Regions from separate parts of the Rattus norvegicus genome. Here region 1 is linked to region 2. Evidence: chromatin contacts called from public Hi-C data. All regions are on one chromosome and are shown on one strand. The core of a region is the stretch at or near the end of the contact, and the rest is flanking DNA. Distances in the headings are between cores, read along the strand shown. Region 1 overlaps Mtus2 (microtubule associated scaffold protein 2). Region 2 has its middle 49 kb from the start of Slc7a1.

What was found. A called contact is a pair of places that touch in the nucleus more often than the background predicts.
Region 1: a Hi-C map of Schwann cells shows a contact between it and region 2, with 4 times the contacts expected there. The contact joins two enhancer-like sites. A contact is called at or near these places in 10 of 12 Hi-C or Micro-C datasets (the A7r5 cell line, the Rat2 cell line, Schwann cells and 6 more).

Annotation. Positions count from the first base shown.
Region 1 is chr12:11,739,785-11,746,641 of GRCr8, forward strand. Mtus2 (microtubule associated scaffold protein 2) reads right to left here. Exons shown (of 15, transcript NM_001374100.2): 15 at 2,929-5,700. The coding sequence ends at 5,487. Slc7a1 (solute carrier family 7 member 1) reads left to right here. Exons shown (of 12, transcript NM_001399982.1): 12 at 1-246. Among named protein-coding and RNA genes, the nearest start is that of Slc7a1, 79 kb to the left of the region's middle. Within about 2 kb of position 5,452, at least 19 of the 93 cell types and tissues checked have an H3K27ac peak or open chromatin away from gene starts, as enhancers often do. A contact at or near this core is called in Schwann cells, where this site is marked.
Region 2 is chr12:11,612,923-11,618,925 of GRCr8, forward strand. No RefSeq gene overlaps it. Among named protein-coding and RNA genes, the nearest start is that of Slc7a1, 49 kb to the right of the region's middle. Within about 2 kb of position 1,874, at least 7 of the 93 cell types and tissues checked have an H3K27ac peak or open chromatin away from gene starts, as enhancers often do. A contact at or near this core is called in Schwann cells, where this site is marked.

The sequences.
Region 1 (6,857 bases), core at 4,202-6,701, 130 kb after region 2:
AAGTCCGATACTAACTGTAAATCAAGCTGGTCTCTGTTGGATTCCCGTGGATTAATTCTATTTTATTTTAAGGCCAAGTGCAGGTGTCGTCCATCACCCTTTTAAGAAATGTGAAACTTGTGTCTCCCCTCGTGGCTGAATACATTGTACACTGGCAAACCCCCTCCCGTCCCTGTGTGTCAGAGCTATTTTGTGGTACATTGTGTCATGCTTCTGCAGATGCTAATAAATCCTGTCTGGCTTCCATGCACACTGTGTGATCTCAAGTGGGCTGGCGCTCTTGCCTGCTTCCCAAGAGTGTTCATTCCGAAGGGGCAACGATCTGTTTGACATCTTTAGCATCTTTCCACTGCGTGGGACACAGCCGGTGGCTTTATTTCTATGGTGTGGATTTTTCTAGAAGCCATTTGGGAAAGGCTTTAGGCCTGTACTTCTAGATCCCAGCTGTCTCCCTACCCCATCCCTCCAGACTCACCTGGGGTTGGGGCTACAGAGTTCATCAGCCATTGGACTTAATTGAACCAGACGACTTGGGTCTCAGCAAAACCCCTCAGTCCACAGGCACGGGAGATTTGCCCTTGCTGTCACACACACACGATCTTGGAGGACACAGGTTAAAGCAGAGGACAGGCTAGGGATGAGATTGTAGTTCATCCAAGGATGGTTATATACATTCCCGTGCACTCTACGGAAGGGCACATTCATTCATTCACTTGTAGCACAGGAGAGAGGTTCAGACAGCTTGATAGGGGCAGTGGTGGCAGACACTCAAGAGTATGATTCTGGCTCCCTGGCATGGGCCAGATCAGAAATAAGTGTCAGGAATAAGGGTACACGTCACATGCCTGACCACCTGGGGGCACAGATCCCTGAGCTTCGGTGTGAAAATAGTAATGTGCAGTGTTGGGGGTAGTAGCAATGTGGGGATCTGGGTTTCTTTTACAGACTTAGGGATGTTCTAAGAGTATGTTTCCATTGTAATCCCAGGTGTGGGATGTGCGGCTGCTTCAGATTGACCACAGCAGCTGACTATGATTTTCCTCGTGCTCTAGCAGGGGCATGATTTTGCCGGCTGCTCCGTTTCTGACGTTAGGTAATGTTTGGAATTCCGGGGACTCCCCCTCACCCCCCGAGAGGCAGTGTGGGTTGGCGGTCGGTTGTGGTTTGTTAAGTAGTCGTGTGTAAAGATACAACAAGAAGAAATTAGATATCCTGACAGTGAAGATCAGACTTTGCCCCCCAAGGAACTTGATGCCCCTAATCAACAGCCAGGGCTACACAGAGAAACCCTGTCTGGAAAAATAAAAAAGGAGGAGGCTACCATTCCCTTCAGCTCACTTTGGGCCAAGTGCAATCCACGGTTCCTGCAGCTCCACCGTGCCATCTAGTGGGTGACATTGGGTGCTATGCTGTTAGCCTTTAAAGGTATGCAAAGGCCATCAGCAAGTTTCAGACTATCCTCTCCATTGTGGGGTTCTGAGGGGATGTCCTGGGCTGCAAACCTCCCCTCATCCTGTTTGGCTATGAAACACTTTCAGTGAGCCAAATCTGTCCCCTTGTGGCTCAGTATTCTAAGGGTAGAAGAATTCACGTGGTCCCATAGCCTTGTCTTTCAGCCACATCTGCCATCTGCCAGCGACACAGAGCTGGGCAGAATATGATGTTGCCACCGGGAGGACTAGAAATGGTGTATAACCTTATCAGTCCCTGCTCAAAAGGAGCCATTTTGTTCCACTGAGTTAAACTTGCCCACCAGGCTAGAACATAGGGTAAACAGACATGTACACACATGCACAGTCGATGCAGACCCTAGGCTGGGCAGACTCTGGACCTGGTCACCCACCGTTCATGAGAATGCAGGGAGAGAGACAGAAGACACCCCAGCTGTTCACTGATACCATGTACTGATGTAGGATCTGCTATGAGGGTGACCTTCAAGGCTAACTCTAGGGAGGGTGCCTTCCGATGCCTGGGTTCCTACTTGAGATGATACAGGTCTCCCGTATAGGTGAGCTGGGGTCCTCAAGACTCCTTGGTGCGGAGGTGGTGATGAAGGGTTGAATTCCTAAGGTTCCTCTGCCCTCACTGATTCCCCTGTGGGAGGGAACATCGTTCCTTTCCGCTTCTCATTTTCTGAACACGCCAGGGGTTGGGTGAGCCTCCAACTCCTTTAAAAATGCTGGTGCAGGCATCAGACTGTTTACCACATGGGGTGGGGCTGAGGACAATGCCCGGTGGCTACCATACTGTGAGGGAGCTCGATATCCCAGGAAAAACTAAGGTTAGAATATACTGACCATTGATGCATTGATCAGCATTCCCTATCCATAATTTGGGAAGCTTGGGTGATCTGCAGGACATCACAGGGGCATCATGGGACCAGAGAGTGACATGAACGCGGGGGCTGCTACTGGGCTGTTCACACGAACAGATTGGTTGAGATCCTCCTTTCGTCCCCATGCACTCCACCAATGTGAGCACAGGAAGTGGAAAACTCAGGTCTTCCTCGTGACCCGCCCCCCATGCAAAGCTGGGCACCTGTGGGACATGCTAGGGCCAGGTGAGGTTGGACAAACTGGCCATAATCCACAAGAGTGGCTGGCAGGATAGGGAGAGTGGCTGATTCCAGATTGGAAGGAGCTAACGTGTATCTCAGCCCCTGTGGTGGTTTGAACACGGGTAAGCCCATAGGATCGTGTATTTGGATGCTTCGTTCCCAGTTGGCACACTGTTGGGATGATACGGGAAAGACTGGTGCACAGCTTTGGACTTGCAGAGTCAGGGAGCAGAGGAAGTCTCTAGACTTTTCTTGGTTCCAATCAACCCTAGCACACACAGGAGAGGGTACACTCATGCCTTTGCCTGCCTTGTCTGCCATCTCAAGACTGAACAAGATTCGCCTCTAAGTTACACAGACCACATGAACATCATGGGAAGTCCCCCAGGTTCATTTTAATAATCTTTAGAGTTCAACACAAATAAGGAACAGTTAACTGGAAGGGGGCAGGACAAAGAACACTGTGCCCCCTTCAACTAATCCCAGAGTACCTGACCTCAAGCCCCAAACCCATCCTGACATCGCAGGAATGTAGTCCCAGCCCGAGGCAACTGAGTTAGTGCAGGCCAGCAGGACCTCCTGACTCCATGAAGAACCTAGCTGTTTGGCAGGCCTGTCTGTGGCAGGACGGGAGGATGCAGTGTCCCAACCTGGGAAGGAAGACAGACTCGGGGTTTCCACGCTGAGAGGTCCGGATGGTACCAGCATGGAGACAGAGGAATCATGGAAGAGGCAATAGCAGCTCTGGCCACCTGGATCTCAGAACTTAATTCAAATGGGGTACCATACTTGATGGGTGTCTGGGATGGAGAAACAAAGCCAGGGCCATGGGGAGATTTATTCAAGTGCCCAAGGTCGAGGCTGATTAGGGCAAAGCTCTAGTCCACCTAATGAGGGTACACAGATCTAACATCGCTACCACTTTGAGCACAACAGCCTAACGTACTGTACCACATCCTATAATCACATCGAACTCTGTATTGCTGAGAACCTGCCGTCGGCGGGCACAGCTGAGGAGGCGGGTCCTAACTCGGAGAGCTAAACGGCCAACCGAACTTAACGTCCGCAGGTTGTGCCTGCTAAAAGAACAAATAGTTGTGTGTGTTGAACTGACATGGCATGAGCTACTCTTATGGGATGCCCAGCTCGGTATCCCAGGATCATGCAGAGCCAAAGGAAAAAAAAAAGACCTGTTTCTTCTCTGTGTATCTACCGTGTGTGCCTCCAGAATGGGCAAGACCCGCGGAGGTTGACTACAGTTAGATGCACCCGAGACCAAGGAAGCCCAACTTGGAGCCACAGGAGGGATGTTGACCACACTTGTCTCGGTGTCAGATATGTGTGTCCTTGGAGTGGCTGACACCGTCTTCTTGGCTCCGTGGCTCTTCTCATCTTGGGCCTGCTCACAGACAGACAGGCCCATGCTTAGAAAACGGAGGGTCTCTTGTCACATACAGGAAACAAAGGTATCATTCAGCGCGGCACGGTACTGCCAGTTAAAACTACTTCTCTTTTGTGGGTCATGCTTCTAATCTTCCATAGCACTACATGAATACCTTTCATGTTCTAACTCTACCTCATTAGAGACGAAGGCCAGTCCAGCGGCTGATGGATGCTGACTGGCCGTTTCACTGCGTTCCCTTGTTTGGGAGAGCCTTCTGGGGCTAAGACGGGACCACAGCCAGGTGCAGTCCTGGTAACCCTCCAGCAGAAGGGACATGATCTAGCACCTTTAGAACTGGCTTCCCCCCCCCCTTTCCCCAAGAGAGAAAGGCTGGTTTCCGGAAGCCTTGACTAGAACCCCTGAGCCATCTTGATGTGCAGTGATGGGGTCGAGTCATAGAACCAAACTGAAAAATGGGGGTGTTGCCTATGAGAGGCGATGGTTGGGGCCATGTCGGCCCCTACCAGAACTCCTCCTCCATGAGGATGGGTCATGCATGGTCTAGATAGTCTCCGAGTTCATGCTTACCCTCATCGCAAAGGTCGCATGCGTCCGTGTTTTCCTGAGGATGCAATAATATCTTAATGGTGGATTTGCAAGGTGCCATTTGGGGTTGGGGGTGGGGAGCAAAACTGGTGTTTTCAAGATTATAATGAATTGATAAGGGGAAAAACATTGGCCAGACCATGTGATCCCTCCGGTCCCCCCCTCCCCCACACCCTGCGACATTTTACCTCCTTGGGATGGGAGAAGTCATAATTAAATCCTGCAATGGGCTGAGAGTGACCCCACCTCGCGTTGGACTAAGAAGCTAGTTGCTCCAAAGGCGGTTACCATCTACAAATCGCTGGTGTTTAGGGTAAGCAGGGTACCACTTGGTCTCATGCTTGCTTGCTTGCTTTTTCTTTTTTCTTTTTTTTTTTTCTTTTTTCTATTTTGGGTAGAAATATCTCCAGGAAACTAGATAGAAATGCGTTTTTCATTTCCCAATAATTCTTAGGCACAAGTTAGAAAACTGCTGACCGTCGCTAAAATATGTCAGCGCATCGTGTGTTATATATGTATATATATATAAAAAAAAGCAATTCGGAGTCGCCGCAGGTGTGTACCCACGCATCTGAATACACACCCGCAGCGGTGCAAGGAGGGTTTTCGAGTATTCGAAAAACGGAGCTGTTTGTGGCTGACCTAAAGTTCCGCTGCGGAACTCCGTCTCTCAGGAACAATTGGAGCTGTTTCTCTTTTGCTTCTAACTATACTAAAGCATTTTGTTTTTGTTTTTGTGTTTTGCTTTTGGACACCAGACTCTGCTGCTTACGCCTTCCTAAGCGCCAATACCAGGACGGTCTCACACGAGGGTCAGAGAGGACTCTGCCTAAGATGCAGTATGCAGCTACTGAGCATGCGCACAGGGCAGCCACCAGCACCGGCCAGCACTCCCTCGGACGGACAGAAGCTTGAGCTCCTGTGGGTGGCAGGGTGATGTCATCTAGGTGTGGTACTGACTCTGGCTGGAGAGGAGGGTCCAGAGGAGGAGCCCCTGTACACCGGAGATGTGGGGGAGAGTTTAATCGGGCTGGTCGGGTCCCCAGTCTGGAGCTTCCAAAGTAGTTCCTCGTTGGTTCGGCTCAGTCTCTTCTTTTCCTGGGTCTCTTTCTCCACGTATTCCTGGAGATTAGCATTTTCCTCCGACAGTTGTCTGCGTGGGGGAGAATGGTAGTTAGCAGCGGGAACCATTGGGCGTACTAGTGACAGAGGCTGATAGGCGGAGGCCGGGGGCAATTCCCCAGGCTCGCAGGTCTCTCTGCTGGGTTAGGGGGCAGTTGTGCACAGAGCAAAGAAAGGCTAGAGGCTGGAGTAGGAAGTGGGGGAGATGGTAGGTCACGTGGGCTGCTGCTACAGCCCATAGGAGGGGTTGCTATGGAGATTGTCTACGGCTGTGGTCAGGGTACTGACTAACAGCGCCAATCAGCCGGGAATATTTTCCCGTTACCTCCAGCCCTGAGTACGTGCCTCTGCGATTGAAGTCATTAGCTCGGCTGTAGAGTCGGTCTGTCTACATGTCTGTCTGCTGGACCACAAGTCCTAGAGGGCAGGGGTCAAGACTCTGTTATGTTCTTGGCTGGCGTTCAGCATGGCATCCAGAAAAATAGATGTTTGATCACCGTCGGTTGATAACGGGGGTCGGGGGTGGGGGAGAGAAAGCAATCGTGTGTGTGTGTGTGTGTGTGTGTGTGTGTGTGTGTGTGTGTGTGTGTGATGTCATGGTGCTTAAATTGCTGGCTTTGCTGCGTGTTTTTGGTAATTTTTGTACTTTATGTGTGTGTTTTGGCTGCGTGCATGCCCGAGAACCATTGCATGCAATGCCTGTGGAGGCCAGAAGAGGGCGCGGGTCTCCTGGAACTGTTAACTCTAACAGATAGCTGTGTGCTGTCAGGTAGGTGCGGGGAATCAAACTTGGGTCTTCTGGAAGAGCAGCCAGTGCTCTTAACCACGGAGTCACCTGTCTATTTCAACTTGTGTTTTAGAGAGTGATCGCTGCTTTCAGGAATCGGCCAGAGTAAGTACAAATACATTTTACAACTGGATGGGCTAAAGTCCCAGAAAGGTACTCTGGGCTGACGCCTGCACTTGCTGTCTGAGGAAAGGTGGCTGGGTATGTGTGGGCGTGTGAACAAGTGGCATGCCAGTGTATAAGCATGCACGTGCATCAGTGTATGTGTAAGTGTGAGCACGCGTGAATGGATATATACATGAGTGTGTGCACATAAGCATGGGTGTACACAGGATAACATATCATAGCCACACCGAGGAGTCTGGTCCAACAGAATGGGAAAAGGCGAAGGCCTCCATCTC
Region 2 (6,003 bases), core at 624-3,123:
AAAGCCCAAGCCATTCCCTGTAAGCTCTTTTCCTCTGCCTCCTCCCTGGAGATCAGATGTACACTCTCAAGCTGCAGTTCCAGCGCTCCTGCCCGCTGCCATGCTTCCTGCCTTGCTGAGCATTTAGACTTTGCTACATGATCCCCTAAATTAAACGCTTTCTTTTATAAGTTGCCTTGGTCATGGTGCTTCTCCACAAAAGAAGAAAAGTAATCAGGACGGTGGTTAAACTGCTAACCTTCTCTGACTTCATTTGAAAGACTCCCCTAGTATCCATCAGTGCCTGGGGTTGCTCTGCAGCTCTGTAAACAAAGAAAAGTAGATACAGTGAACTGAACAAGTATCTAGGTAGACCCTGACATTCTGAGCCTGGCTCACAGTGTATGCTCTGCAGGTGTTCACTGTCAAGGAAACTCATTGAGATGATGTTTTCAGGGCTAGAGAGATGGCTCAGCTGTCAAGAACACTGGCTGCTCTTCAAAGGACCTGGGTTAGATTCCCACATGGCGGCTCACAACCATCTGTAAACGCCAGGTGATCTGATGCCCTCTTCTGGCCTCCATAGGTACTGCACACACATGCATGCTCGCAAAACACCTATCTGCATAAAATAAGGTTAAAAAGAAAAAGAAGATACTGACTTTTCACACCCGTGATCTGACCTCACGAAACTCAACACCAATAAACCATAACCAGGACTGTGAACTGTTCACCTGTACGGGGGTTAGTTCTTCCACTTTCTAGCCTATGTGTCATCTCAAAGGCCTTTCAATGCCCGGTGAAGACTTTCTCCAGATGATCTAATTTATGTGAAACGCAAGGCTGGGTTTCTAGATAATAGGAACCGGGCAGAAGGAATTTATTGCACGGCACCCTGCCATTGTCTCTAGACAATCATTCTGGGCAGTGAAAGGATTTCTACATAGTACCTCAGTGTGCAACTCTCACTCTGTGTCCCCTGAGCAGGAACTAAATTTCCTTGCAACAAAAGTTTCCAGTCAGGTCCATGGAACATTGGACAGTTTTAAGGAAGAGAAGACTAACTAACTCTTGCAAGTGACTTCCGGATGACTTCAGCAGGATAGCCTAGCACACGACAAATCTGCGCCCGGCCTTAGTCTGCAATAGGAAATCCATTAATAACGCTTACCCCTTTCACCTCCACACTGATGCGTGATTTGACCTGGGACCCTGAACATTTTCTTGCCATCCCTGCCCACACTATTTTTCTCTCGTTTCCTTCAAATCCCGAGTCCCTACCCCGATTCCCGATGATGCCACCAGAAACCAAGGATATAAAGTGTTAATGGTCCACACGGCAGTTCCCTGCCGAGGTGGGAGACAGAGGTGAGAGAGAGGAGGGAGGATTTTGGGCGTGCTGTGTGTGTTGGATGGTGGGCAGTGCTCGGCTAGCCGAGGCTGGGAAGAGTATTCAGGAGAGGTAGCCAGCAGCGCTGTTAGCAAAGGAAACTTGCTCCTTGGCTCCGGAACCTTCCTTCCAGCATTGTCTGCCAAAGGGCAATGGGAGCAAACGGGAGGAATGCGCTCTGCAAACCTGGGAGAGGCCAAGGAATAGCACCTGGAAGGAGAAGAGCCCCTGGGGTCAGGGCTGCGAGTCCCAGCATAAACCGGGGAGCAGGAAGTGAATCAATGGAGGCGCCCAGGGATGGTGGGGCCCAGGGATGGTGGGCAGGAGGCGCCCTAGGGTGGTGGATGAACCAGACTGCCTCTGAAGTGATTGCCTACAGCAAAGCTGCAAGCCCTGACTTCAGACAGGCAGGCAGCATTTAATAGCCAACTGCTGACAGGCCAGTGAGTCAGTGTAAAGGCATGGGAAGGCTTGAGATGCTGCTCCGAGGCCCAGCCCACAAGCTGCGCTTGTCCATCTGCCAGGAGCCCAGGGCCCGGGGTGCCTGCTGGCTTCCTGCTGCAGCTCAGGGCACAACCCTTCCTCTCTTCAGGAAGCTGCAAGGGTTATCTTTAACCCTAGCTCTTGGGCCATCCATACACGAATGTTGCTTTCTGGGATAGTGTTACTACATTTCACATTTACACGTCCATGTTCTTTTGAGTGTTTCTTTTCTTTTCTTTTTTTTTTTTTTTTTTAAGATTTATTTTATTTGTGAGTACACTGTAGCTGTCTTCAGACACACCAGAAGAGGGCATCGGATCCCATTACAGATGGTTGTGAGCCACCATGTGGTTGCTGGGAATTGAACTCAGGACCTCTGGAAGAGCAGTCTTTTTTTTTTTCTTTTTTCTTTTTTCTTTTTTTCGGAGCTGGGGACCAGGGCCTTGCGCTCGGTAAACAAGCGCTCTACCTCTGAGCTAAATCCCCAACCCCTGGAAGAGCAGTCTTACCCGCTGAGCCATCTCTCCAGCCCGCGATGTTCTTTTGCAACCCTTATGGAATAGCACAGAAGGCGGGGAGGATTTTCTACAATATAGAGCAATTTCTTATTTTTTCCATTTAAAGTTTATTTATTGATTGACTGATTGAGAAGTTTATGCATGGGTATATTGTTTACATTGTTTCTATTCCCCCCCTTACACACACACACACTCACACATACACACACACACACACACACACACACACACACACCCTCCTGAGTTTGTTTAGTGGTGCTTATATGTTTAGGGGTAACCCCTGGCTTGGATACCCTATGAGGGGGCTCATCTCGGAGAAGACTGATTCTCTTTCAGCAGCCATTAGTCATTGATCGGTGGTCTGCAGCTCTTCATCTAGGGCAGGGTTTGTAACATTTCCCCCATCCACACTGGCATTCACCCGACACGTCACTGTGCAGATCCTACACATGCAGTCATGTTGTTGAGATTACATGGGTACATTCTCTCTCAAAGCAGACGTCCTGGTCCTTTGGGTTTTACAGTCCTCCTGCACTCTCTTCTGCAATGTTCTCAAAGGTGGAGGTGTGGGGTTGTGTTGTAGATGTATTAATTTGGGTTGTGACAACTTTTATTTCTTATCCTCCAAACATAAAAGGTGAGCCAGAATCTTGGGTGTTAGGTCTCAAATTCAGGACAAATGGCTGATGCACCCATTTCACACATCCGAGTGGATGCTGGCTCTCAGGTTCTCTTTGCTCTCCTCAGTCCCTTTCTGGTACAGGGCCCTCCTGGCTGGCATGCCCTACGCTTCTCCAGGCCATGGGCTGAATAATCCAGCCATTGTGATTATCTGGTTCTTTCTTCTACTTTCCTGGCCAGTCTCCCGGCCCAAGCTGCCCTTCTCGGTCAGTGGGGCTCTCCCCTCTCTTTCCTCCCTCTCTCACATGGTTCAAGGTCATATCCACTTTCCCAGACGTCGCTTCCTCTGGCTAGTCTCTCTCTTTTATCTACAATAAACCTTGTCCTCTACAAACCTAGGAACAGTCAGGTCTTTCTTTCTTTTTTTTCTTTTTCTTTTTTCTTTTTCTCAGCCATTAACAATGCTCATGTATTCATTGTTAATCTTTTGATTTTAAGCCGTAACATTTTTGATATGTTCTAAAGCTAGATTATGGATAGATGGTGGCTAGATTATAGCTAGGTAGATAAATGGATAGATGATGGGTAGATAAATATGTGTATGGCACTTGTGCGCCCATACAGTGTTTCCTCAATCTGTAACTGACATTCGTCTTCTTAACTCTTTATTGACAGACAGAATTTTTTAATGAATTATTTATTTATGTATATAAGTATACTGTCACTGTCTTCAAGGACATCAGATCTCATTATAGATGGTTGTGAGCCACCATGTGGTTGCTGGGAATTGAACTCAGGACCTCTGGAAGGGCAGTCAGGGCTCTTAACCGCTGAGCCATATCTCCAGCCCGACAAACAGAATTTAAGGTCCAGTTTACTACTGTTTTGGTTTTGTTTCATTCTTACAGATGCTTGACAAGTGCTCTTCTGGGGACCTATGAATGTCCGTTAGATGGTTGACAGTCTTTCTCTCCTACCCGGGTGATTTCTTCTACTCTAGCTTTCTGAAGGAGACCTGTCACGCACACTTTATAGTTTTAGGTTTTACATTTACACTTATAATCTATGCAGAAATATTTTGGCACACAGGATGAAGTAAGGAGTCAAGATTCGGGTTTTTCTATATAGAAATCCAGTTGATCTAATAATAGTTGTTCTGATTTATTTGTTCGCCTTGTCGAATGGCTGAAGCAGAGCTACTGGGCGCAAATTGATCATGTAGGTATGGGTCTGTGTCTGGACTTTGAATCCTGGTCTACTGAGCCAGAAGGACTTTCTTATGTCGGTATTATGCTAGCTTCCTTCCTTTCTTCCTTCCTTCCTTCCTTCCTTCCTTCCTCCCTCCCTCCCTCCCTTCCTTCCTTCCTTTCTCCTTCCTTCCTCCCTCCCTTCCTTCCTTCCTTTCTTTTTTGTTCTTTTCCTTTTTTTTTTGTTTGTTTTGAGACAGGGTCCGACTACGTATCCCTGGTTGGCATGGAATCCACAATGTAGATCAGGCTGGCCTCAAACTCATAGAGATCCACCTGCCTCTGCCTTCCAAAATTCTAATATTAAAGGCGTGTGCCACCATGCCCAACTGATGCCATCCTTTCTTAATTATCTTAGTAGTTCTTACTCTAGAGTCGGTTTATTTATTTTGAATCTGGCTAAAATTGCTTAGTGCTTCTTAATTCTTTGTCATTCTGCTTTTTTTTTTTTTTTTTTGGTTCTTTTTTTCGGAGCTGGGGACCGAACCCAGGGCCTTGCGCTTCCTAGGTAAGTGCTCTACCACTGAGCTAAATCCCCAGCCCCCCATTCTGCTTTTTTTTTAAAGGGTTTATTTTTATGTATCCAAGTTCTCTATCTATCTGCATGTATACCCGTGTGCCAGAAGAGGGCATCGGATCCCATTACAGATGGTTGTGAGCCACCATGTGGTTGCTGGGATTTGAACTCAGGACCTCTGGAAGAGCAGCCAGTGTTCTTAACCGCTGAGCCATCTCTTCAGCCGCAACATTAGTCTTCTTAACTCTTTATTGACAGACAGAATTTTTTAATGATTTATTTATTTATGTATATGAGTACACTGTCACTGTCTTCAAGGGCATCAGATCTCATTACAGACTGTTGTGAGCCACTGTGTGGTTGCTGGGAATTGAACTCAGGACCTCTGGCAGAGCAGTCCTTCTCTATCCTAAGGGCAGCCTGTCTGTATTTCATCAGTGTTTTGAGTGGGTCGCACGGAGTGTATGACAGGTGGAAGAACTACTTAACAGTATTATCGTCTAACACCCAGATCGATCTGCCATACTCTTTTGTTCGTTTAAACTCAATTCTCTCAGAAGTTCTTGGGTCTCTCAGTAGAGACATCTGGAACATGTGTTTAAAATTAGTTTTGATTTTTAGGCAATCCTAGGTTTTACTGAACCTTAATATCCAACTCTGCATTTTTACTTTAGAAAACACATTTGATTTTGCTATTAATTTTGTCCCCCACAAATTTAGTAAATTTGTTTATGACGTATGGACGATGTTATTTTAGATAAGGGCTTTGTTAATCCTGTGTGTGTGTGTGTGTGTGTGTGTGTGTGTGTGTGTGTGTGTGTGTGTGTTCTGTGTGCACAGTCATGCCAGCCTTGAAGAAAGGCGGTTTTACTTTTTCCTTCTCTGTGTTTTCTCCTGTGCTTTCCACATCCTTCGTCATAGAACCGAACAGAAACAGTGAGTAAAAACTCTTGCCTGTATTCCTATCTTAGGGGAAAAACACTCAAGTTTGCCCAACAAGCATCATAGGGAATAACTTCATACATACTTTTCTTTTTTCAGATTGAGGGAAATAGTTCATGTTTTCCTTTTTCCCCCAGTTTAAAAACAAATTATCTTTATCTTCATTTTATGTGTATGGGTGCTTTGCCTACATGTAGGTCTATTGTACCACATGCACGCGGTACCCATGGGGGCCAGAAAAAGACACGAGACCCCCTGGAACTAGACTTACAGGTGGTTGTGAATCACCATAGGGATTGCTGGGAT